Linked DNA regions of Mus musculus: region 2 is linked to region 1. The links are chromatin contacts, called in public HiChIP or PLAC-seq maps. All regions are on one chromosome and are shown on one strand. The core of a region is the stretch at or near the end of the contact, and the rest is flanking DNA. Distances in the headings are between cores, read along the strand shown. Region 1 overlaps Blmh (bleomycin hydrolase). Region 2 overlaps Myo18a (myosin XVIIIA).

Evidence for each region. HiChIP or PLAC-seq counts read pairs in DNA pulled down with a chosen protein or histone mark.
Region 2: an H3K27ac HiChIP or PLAC-seq map of T-cell acute lymphoblastic leukemia shows a contact between it and region 1, with 2.8 times the contacts expected there. The contact joins two enhancer-like sites.

Annotation. Positions count from the first base shown.
Region 1 is chr11:76,964,725-76,969,321 of GRCm38.p6, reverse strand. It overlaps Blmh (bleomycin hydrolase), which reads right to left. Exons shown (of 12, transcript NM_178645.4): 7 at 3,352-3,507; 8 at 2,432-2,590; 9 at 2,261-2,328; 10 at 602-719. Among named protein-coding and RNA genes, the nearest start is that of Blmh, 21 kb to the right of the region's middle. Within about 2 kb of position 2,316, at least 7 of the 459 cell types and tissues checked have an H3K27ac peak or open chromatin away from gene starts, as enhancers often do. A contact at or near this core is called in T-cell acute lymphoblastic leukemia, where this site is marked.
Region 2 is chr11:77,791,228-77,795,824 of GRCm38.p6, reverse strand. All of the region lies in intron 1 of Myo18a (myosin XVIIIA), which reads right to left. Among named protein-coding and RNA genes, the nearest start is that of Gm10277, 4.9 kb to the right of the region's middle. Within about 2 kb of position 2,379, at least 277 of the 459 cell types and tissues checked have an H3K27ac peak or open chromatin away from gene starts, as enhancers often do. A contact at or near this core is called in T-cell acute lymphoblastic leukemia, where this site is marked.

The DNA of each region.
Region 1 (4,597 bases), core at 1,067-3,566:
GACACGTCTGCTTCTGAGGGTAAAGAACTAACGTAGGTCAAGTCCTCTCTCTCTCCTGTGCCCCCTGACAGTTTTACAGCCTGGAACGGGTGCCTGGCTATGAAAGGGTCCAAGATACAGCAGAGCCATCAATCACAAAGGACTTAAAAACTGGCATCCCAGTGTGTACAAATCCAGTGATGGGCATGGAGGTCACAGGTTACTGTGCATGACAGTAACTGGTGAATGTGAACGACCAACAACGCAAAGGTGATTGTGAGCAAGGCCATCGAGATGCAGACACTCTAAGAACCCATCTCAACTTCTTAGAAGACATCTTTTCCTAGCATCCTTCACTAACCTTCCAAATTACAAAAAAGAAGTTATCTCTTTGCTCCTTGCTGACCTAAATTCTTGTCCTCATAGGACATTATTGTTTTTATTACCACTGAGCAAGTAACTAAACACCAAGTGATACAGGAACATCTTAACATCTTACTTGGAAGCTAGTTCAACAGGAATCAAACATAGTAACTGTGGCTCTGCTGGACAGACAGTCTACAGGAGTGTGTGGACCCACCTGCCCACTAATGAACCTATCATGACACGCTGGGGAGCTTACCTTCTCTGAGACAGCAGTGAAGGTCATGGCGTGGGTCATGAGTGACTCACCAAAAGCCAACCTCTCAGCTTTATTCATGTTCTTCAAGGAGACACCGAACACTAACTCATGGTCATAGCTGTAAAAGAGGGACAGAGTGAATGAGAAAGCTTGGTCTGGCTATGTGAGGACACTGAGGTAACTGGAGCCTGACAGCCCCAAAAGAGTGGCTCTGCACAAACGTACACTTCACTACACTGTGCAGGGCAATACAAGAGCATTAAATATAAACCTTCGAAAGTAAATATTGACAAGTCTGATTTGTACTGTTATTCTGGCAAGAAAATGTTCTTTTTTTCTTTTGTTTTTTGTTTGAGACAGGGTCCCTCTACATAGCTCTAAGTGTCCTGGAATGCACCATATAGACCAGGCTGCCCTCTCATTTAAGCAATTCACTTGTCTCCTGAGTGCTGGGATTAAAGGAGTATATCACTGCAATGGGCAAGAAAATTATCTTTTAAAAAATGAAAATGCTTTTGAAGTAACTTCTTATAATGGTCTTTTTCAAGTTTATAGACCCAGTTTCTGAGTCAAACTACTGACTGTGGTATGTATGTGTATATGTATGTGTATGTATGTGTGTATGTATATATATATATATATATATATATATATATATACACACATATATATATATGTATATGTGTGTGTGTGTGTGTGTGTGTGTATTCATTCATTCAGAGGCAGTGTGTTATACAGCCCAGGCTGGCATTGAACTTACTATATAGCCATTGACTTGAAATCTTGATCATCCTGCCTTCACTCTCCATTTCAAATATAAAACTGAAAAGTTTCACCATTAGTTTTTTTTCTTTTTGTTAAATATTAAGACATTACTGAACTTTCCTACTAGTCAGAATTATTTATGGGTAAATCAAAAATGATGTATTTATTTTATGATTTTTGTAAAGACTGCATATGTGTGTCTATGTGAGCATATGCCCCAACATGTCTGCAGGTACCCACGGAGGTCAGAGAGAAGATCAGAGCCCGTGGAGCTGGAGTTACAGGTGGCTTCGAGCTAGCTGCCATTAGCTGGGAACTGAACTCAGGCCCTTCCTCTACAAGAGCAGCAAGTGCTCCTAACCATGCTCAGCCATCTCTCCTAAAATGATGTCTTTTAAAATCAAGGAATCTTGTCTGATTCAGCTTGGAAATGAAGCTTTGATGTCATCAAAGATGAAGGAGAATGAGTTAAGGTAAGTATATAAATTAGCCCAACTTGTCCTAAAGAGAATATACACAAGGCATCAAAGGAAGAGAAGCATTTAAAGATGATCAGTAAAAAGAGCTCTGCAAAGTCTCGCATTGCACCCCAAGTGTGATGAGCAGCGTCCCAGGTCACCTACTGTGTGTTCAGAGTCTTTCTCTGCTTAGAAACTTAGCATCTTAGGAACCCCAGTGACTTCTGCTCTAGTGTGATCTTGGTTTCCAGGGTTAAAGAAGTTACACATGTACAGTCTCTGGAAGGAGCAGAAAACTTCACGGATGCAGAGAAAGACCCACCCTCAGGCCAACCTCAATGTCTGGATGAACCTGAGCAGAGGCACTCCGACCATGAGTGCACTCCAACAGCAACAACCCACAAAGAGCTTCCTACTTTGAACTCTGTGCACTCACACATTCATGTCACTGAGGCCCAGCTTGCCATTGAAGTGTTTTCCAACATCACAGCCAAACCACACAGCCTAGAAATAGAAGAAAGTCAACATAAACCAGAGTAGTGAAAAGGAAAGCAGCAGCTGTTTTAACCCCCATGTGGGGGACACAGAAACATAAGGCAGTACTAACCTCTCCATCTTTGATGGAGGCAGCAACCATCTTTTTCAAGAAGTCAATGGGCTGGTTGTTATACAGCGTTTTTCTCCCTCCAACCATATTGCTCAAGTAGTCTACTGTGTACAATTTATTGTACTTGTGCTGGGGCCGTGGGTCATTCACAAAACAAATCTTTTGAGATCAAGAACATGTATATTAGAGCACAAGACCAAAGACGTCAAGTAAAACACAACTCTCTCTACTAGATTGCTATGGCTACAAACTCCTCTTTAACTACAAGAACAAACACTAAAGCCACAAGGTAAATGTAACAAATAATCAAAAGCTGGCGGTGTAAGAAGGGCACTGCACATTGTAATTAGCACAAAGAACACCCTTGAGAGCTTTCTCTACCTGTCTTCCCTAAGGTAAAAACTGCCCCTCTGCATATAATCTGTCATACTGCATATACTCATAAGGCACCACTCATGAAACACTGCTATAGGCCCTTCCTCAAAGAGTAAGAGAGGCTCAATATGAAGCAATGCAGTTTTCTTGGAAGAGGGTCAAAAGCCCACCAAGGGAGAAGACCCTGGTCATCCTCTAGGCAGATGTAGAAGGAAGGAAGAGCAGACAGTGGACGCCCTCCTTTAACAAGTTTCCCGAAAGGCCAGGAGATGAGGGTGCTCTGAGCCTATACGAAAAATCCAATATCCCACCATTTCTCTTTGTACCTGAGATTGATCTGAACCTTACATTTCAAGGAGAAAGGTTGGGGATTTGGCCTACAGTCAGAAATTCTGATGAGAAACACTGGAGAAAGGTGCCTACTTCTGTCAGATGCATGCAAACTTCAGGAACCATGCACATTAACCTGGGAATCTTACACCCTCTGTGGAAACAACAGATACTTGAAAGTAAATAGCCAGCAGCTGCTGGCACCAGTCTCTAACCTTATCTTCCATATTGAAGAGCGGCTTCACGTGCTCCTTGTAAAACTGCAAGGGTGTTATGGGGCCAATCTTGTGGTAATTTTTATCTTTGTCTCGGTACTCCCAGGTGAAGGTCTCTGGTGGGTTGCCCAAACAGATGCACACCACTCTGAATATCTGAAAGAGAAGGCATGAGTAAGGGTTTCATTTCCCATAAGCTTGAAAAACAGTTAGACAGCTATGTTTCAAACCCAGAAACTGCAAAAGAAGTCTATAACTGTACCAAGATATGGGAGTTGTCACATTCAACATCTCAGTTCTCAGGCACCCTGAGCAACAAAGTTCTGAAATGTGAATATTAATGCTTAGTAATATACAGCAAATTACATTCCTCTAGCTAAGAAAACTGCCCACATCAGGCATGGTGGCACAGGCCTTTAATCTCAACACTTGGGAGGCAGAGGCAAGTGGATCTCTGTGAGTTCAAGGCCAGCCTGGTCTACAGAGTGAGTTCCAGGACAGCCAGAGCAAAGAGTGAGGAGACCCTGTCTTAAGGAAAGAAACTTGTCCATCACTGATACCCAACAAAACTGAAGTTGTTACTCTGCTAATGATCTTGTTTATTTTTTTTATGTATATGTTTGCAAACTTGTATATTTGTACTACATATGTGTCTGGTGCCCACAGAGCCCAGAAACCATCAGATAGATCCCATGGAATTTGAGTTCAGACAGTTGTAAGCTGCCATGTAGGTGCTGGGGACTGTACCTAAGCCCTCAGCAAGAGTAGCTGAACTCTCTCTAGCACTGCTAATGATCATTAAATAACAAATACTGCATTGCTTCATGATTTCTCTTCCACTCTCACTTCTTTCTCTCTCCTCTCTTATGGGTAGTGGCAACACTGGGAATTGAACCAGGGCCCTATTCATGTAGGTAAGTGCTCTATCTCTGAGCAATATCACCAGTTCCCCCAAATAATATATGTTTAAAATATTTTACTTTAATTATGTGCATATGTGTGTCTGTGCAGGGAGACCAGAGGCTTTGGATTCCTCTGCAATTAGATGTAGGACCTTGTAAACTGCTCCTTATGGATCCTGGGAATCAAACTGAGATTTTCTGCAAAAGCAGACCATGCTCTTACAGGCCCCAAATAACATGCTTTATTCAAAATATAAGACCTTTGAGTTAATATTAATATAACTCAAAGATATGCTTGCATTATTTTCATTTTCTACAAAGAAAAAAAGAATAAATACTGCGTA
Region 2 (4,597 bases), core at 1,130-3,629, 830 kb before region 1:
CCTGTGTTTAAGATCCAGCACAGCATTAGACACACATACATATACACAAACTTGAATAAGTCACTCTTCTGGTTATTGGTGCTGGGGGCATACTTAATTTTATATCTTCCTGAAAGACTTACTCAAAGCTATCCTACTCTCTAACACCAAGCACACAGTAGGTATTCAGCAAGCCACTGGATTTACCCAACTCATCTAGAAGGTACAGTAATAAGCTGGATGGAATGGGAAAGAGGATATCCACAGGGGGCCAAAACTTTAGTGCTCTGCATTGCTGTGCTGTTCAATCGATGAGGTGAGAGGTCCTTGGCCCTGTAGAGAGCTGAGTAGAGCCATGGGAAGCCAGATGGGAAGTTGGAGGAGGCGGGGGAAGCTGGCCCTGCAGCTAGTAGTGCTACATGTGTAACATCCCACGGGGAATGCTATGGGGAAACACAGTCTGGTTCTTTTCCATCTCTGGAGAACTGTCCTTTGAGCAGGCATGGGTAGAATGTTTGTTATGGTAACCTATCACTCGCCCACTCCTGGACTCTGCTTAGAGACGAGGCACATACAAGGATGGGTGAGTGGCAGTGACTTAGCTTCTGACTTCCCCTCCCCAAAAAACATGACCAGCAGAGGAAAGAACAAATACACCCCAACAGTCATAACTGAAGTACGAGTGCGCTCCTCCAGCACGGGCACAAGGAAGCTCTGGGAAGGCTCAGAGGGTGAGAACTTCTCTTGGTGAGGGGTCAGCCACACAGGGTGCAGTTTGGAGCCAGGCCATGAAAGAGAGGGGGGTTTATTTATTTATTTTTTATTCATCCATAAAAAGAGAGGGGCTTTATTTGTTTTTCGTCTATTTATCTGGGGGACAGGGTCTCACTATAATAGTACTCCAGGCTGGCCTCCAACTCACAGTGACCTTACTCAGACACACAAGTGCTGTTATTTTTTTTTTAAAGATTTATTTATTGATTATATGTAAGTACACTGTAGCTGTCTTCAGACACTCCAGAAGAGGGAGTCAGATCTCATTATGGATGGCTGTGAGCCACCATGTGGTTGCTGGGATTTGAACTCTGGACCTTCGGAAGAGCAGTCGGGTGCTCTTACCCACTGAGCCATCTCACCAGCCCACAAGTGCTGTTATTACACATAGTAGGTTTATCAGAAAATACATAGGGTGGAAACACTAAAACTGAGGTTCTCCTTAAAACTTTAAGGAGAGCATGTTCCCCTGCTCCAGCTGTCCCTCGTTCCTCCTGAAGATCTTGTAAATAAATATATATGTATATACATATATATGTGCATACACCACACACACACACACACACACACACACACACACACACACACACACACGTTTAGTTGGGCATGTTGGCCCACGACTTTAGTTCCTGCACTCAGGAGGCAGAGGCAGGTTCCAGGCCGGTCTGGTCTACAGAGTGAGTTCCAGACCAGGCAGAGATACACAGTGAGTCCCTGTCTTTAAACAAATAAATAGCATTTGTGTGTGTGTGTGTGTGTGTGCTCAGTCCATCAGGCTGAGATGGCTCAGTGGGTAAAGGTACTTGCCACCACGTTGGACAATCTGAGTTTGATCCCAGAATCCACAAGACGGAGAGAAGCGAATCCACAAACTCTCATTCATGTGTGCTGTAGCATGTTCATGCTTAACACACACATACAAATAACAGTAAGTAAATGTGAAAGAGTCTATAGGGTTGCAACACGGCTCAGCAGTTAGGAACGCTGACTGCTCCTCCAGAGGACCCAGGTTCAATTCTCAGCATCCACATGGTAGTTCACAACCATCTTTAACTCCAGTTCCATGGGATCTGGTGCCCTCACACAGACATACATGCAAGTAAAATACCAATGCACATAAAATAAAAATAGTTACAAAAAGAATCTACTGACACTCTTTTCATAAATGAGTACCAACGACATGTTTGTATTACTAATTTACAGTACCTAATAAAACAAATGGAACTTGTTGTTTAGGGAAGTTTAGGGAGCCCTGTTTCAAGCACTCAGCCCTAAGGACTTGGGAGAGACCACAGAACTTCTGCTTCCTGGGTAGGGGAGCGCCAGCCACCAATCGTGACAGGTGCACCCCATCAGAGGACGGCTGAGGTTCCTCAACAGCAGCTTTAAACACAGCATTTACAGAAAACGCTTTAGCAGGGGTGTCTCCATATTTTAATGACACTAAGTGATCAAGAGATACTGAAAGGGAAGCAGCCAAACTCCTTAAAGAAGCCGAGAGATGACCTCAAGAGGGTGAGGGCTGGTAAGTGGAAACCTGTACTGTCCGAAAAGTCCACACACGGGCAGCCGTAGTGGCCAAATCGGCCTCAGACCTGACTATCACTGCACTTCCTGTTCCGCCTAGCCGCCAGCGCATGGGTGGAGCCAGGTTCAGCGCATGCGCTAGGAACTCAAGAGCCACTCCGCCCTGCAGTGTCCCCAGATTTTCCGGCAGAGGGCAGCCTTCCCCTTCTCATGGACCTGCTGGCACAGCCAAGGCTGCAGATTTCACCTCTGGTGGACCCGCCCCCAGAAAGCGTCCTGGGGAGCTGAGGCTTCAGGGGGGCTGCAGCAGCAAGATGGCCTCTCACTTTACCCAGGAGAGAGATGGCAATGGAGGTGCAAAAATGCGCTGGGCGCCTATATTTTTTTTCATTACTAACTTATCCTTTGTACCTGAAATAGCACCAACACGTAGATGTTTACTAAGTGTTTACTGATGGAAAAGTGAATGAATGAATACCTGAGTTTATAGTTCAAAGATTTAAGCCACGTCTTGAGTTTTATAGTGGCGAGCGGCCTCAGACAAGCAGTAAGTGGAGTCAGTGGGCATAGGGAGGGCAGTCACAGATCTCTGTCCCAAAGACTCAAGGATCGGCCACTCCGGCCCTCCATTCCACCAGACTGCAGTTTTACACATCCAAAGGTTTGCTCAGAACCCTGTGTACGAGCGCACCATTTTTTTCTGCTCTACAAGAACAGGTGTCTACCCCCAAAAACTAAACCGTCAGATCCTGGATACATAGAAAGACTACCTGATTGGTGGCTCCGGGGGTACCGTTTCTCTTTGGGGATTCTCAGTCCCTGGGGATTTCCTCTGGCTCTGGGGATTTCCAAACTGCCTCTGCCTTTCCAATTTTCCACAAGGCCCAAAGCCCAGGACCTGTCTTGACGGTTTCACCAGGCTCTGCCTCAAATCTCAGGGAGACTTGGGTCTGAGTCTACTAATTACACCGCATTCACTATATTCACATCCCATCCTGTCTGGCTGACATTCGAGAACAAGCACAATGAAGCACTGTGTTCTTTTCATATAAACGACCGCTTTTCTCTATTTCCACAGAAGAATAAAGGAAAACCAGCTTAAGGGCTGGCCACACTGATTTAATAAAGCCCAAGGAAGGTCTTCCAGGGTGTGAAAGCTGGCATCCTCATTCTTAAAGGCAGAGAGGCTCCTTCAGGCACTCTCAGGTTCCCCTAAACAGAGGCGGGGGGTAGGGGGGCACACAGATCCTGTATTTGAAGATCTGTGTGCTCACTTCTTGAGGACCTTCCTGGGCCTGTTTCTAGAACCCTTTGAAGTAACAACAAAGCCAGCCCAGTCCCCACAGAAGCAGGAAGAGGTTTCTGCTTTGCCTACCTGGTCTCCGCCCCCACCCCCACGTGCAGAGCCCGCCAAACCCACTGGGCTTGTGAGCACCTGTGTGTTACCAAGCTGGGCAAGAGTCGCATTTGGCAAGGCGGGGAAATACTGCCATAGTGTGGTGGCACATTGCCAGGGACCTCTTGTCTCTAGGGCATCAGGATTCCAGAGTTGGTGAAGTGGGGAAATTGCCAGAGAACAAACCTTCCTTCCTGACAGGAAGGAGAAATGCCACCAGGCTCAGCCTGGGGAGGCGGGTGGGGGGAGCTCTCTGCAGAAGGAGATAAGAAGTAAGAACTGCTTCCCCGCCCCCACCCCACACTTCTAGGAGCCATCTGGAGCTGTAGTGTTCCACACAGTAGCCACTGGCCACGAAAGCAATTTAAATTTAAGTTACATTAAAAATACCAGGGATATTTTGTATTAAATTAAAATCAAGTAAAATGTAAAGTTCTGCTTCTCTGTTGCACAAGCCAGGTTCCAAGTGTTCAGAGGCCACGTGACCACAGGACATTTCTATTTTGCAGTGTGTTCTGTTGGTCAGTTCTGGCCCAGGAGGTCCCCCTCCAGGCTGCTTAAGGTCACTCTTGGCCAAGCGTCCTTCAGAGGGTGTCCCTGACTTGCTGCTGTCCTCCCCCGCCCCTGCCCACAGTCTGCTTACACCCTTGTCCCATGTGTGGAGTCTTGTTCCCTGGGCCTCAAAAAGAAATGGGGGAGAGAGAGCAGTCACAATTAGCATCCAGCCAATGAGCAGAAGCCAGATGCCACAGGGCTGGAAGGAGACTGAAGGAAAGCCAGCCTCCACCCCAAGGCGCCCCGGCTTGGGAGAAAGCCCCTCAGCCCAGCACAATCCGCCCTTGTTTCCACAGTCCTCGGGCCAGCACTGGGTAAGATGTCTGGAATGTAGCGGCCTGAGGGTTTCCCACCAGAGCACTGGCT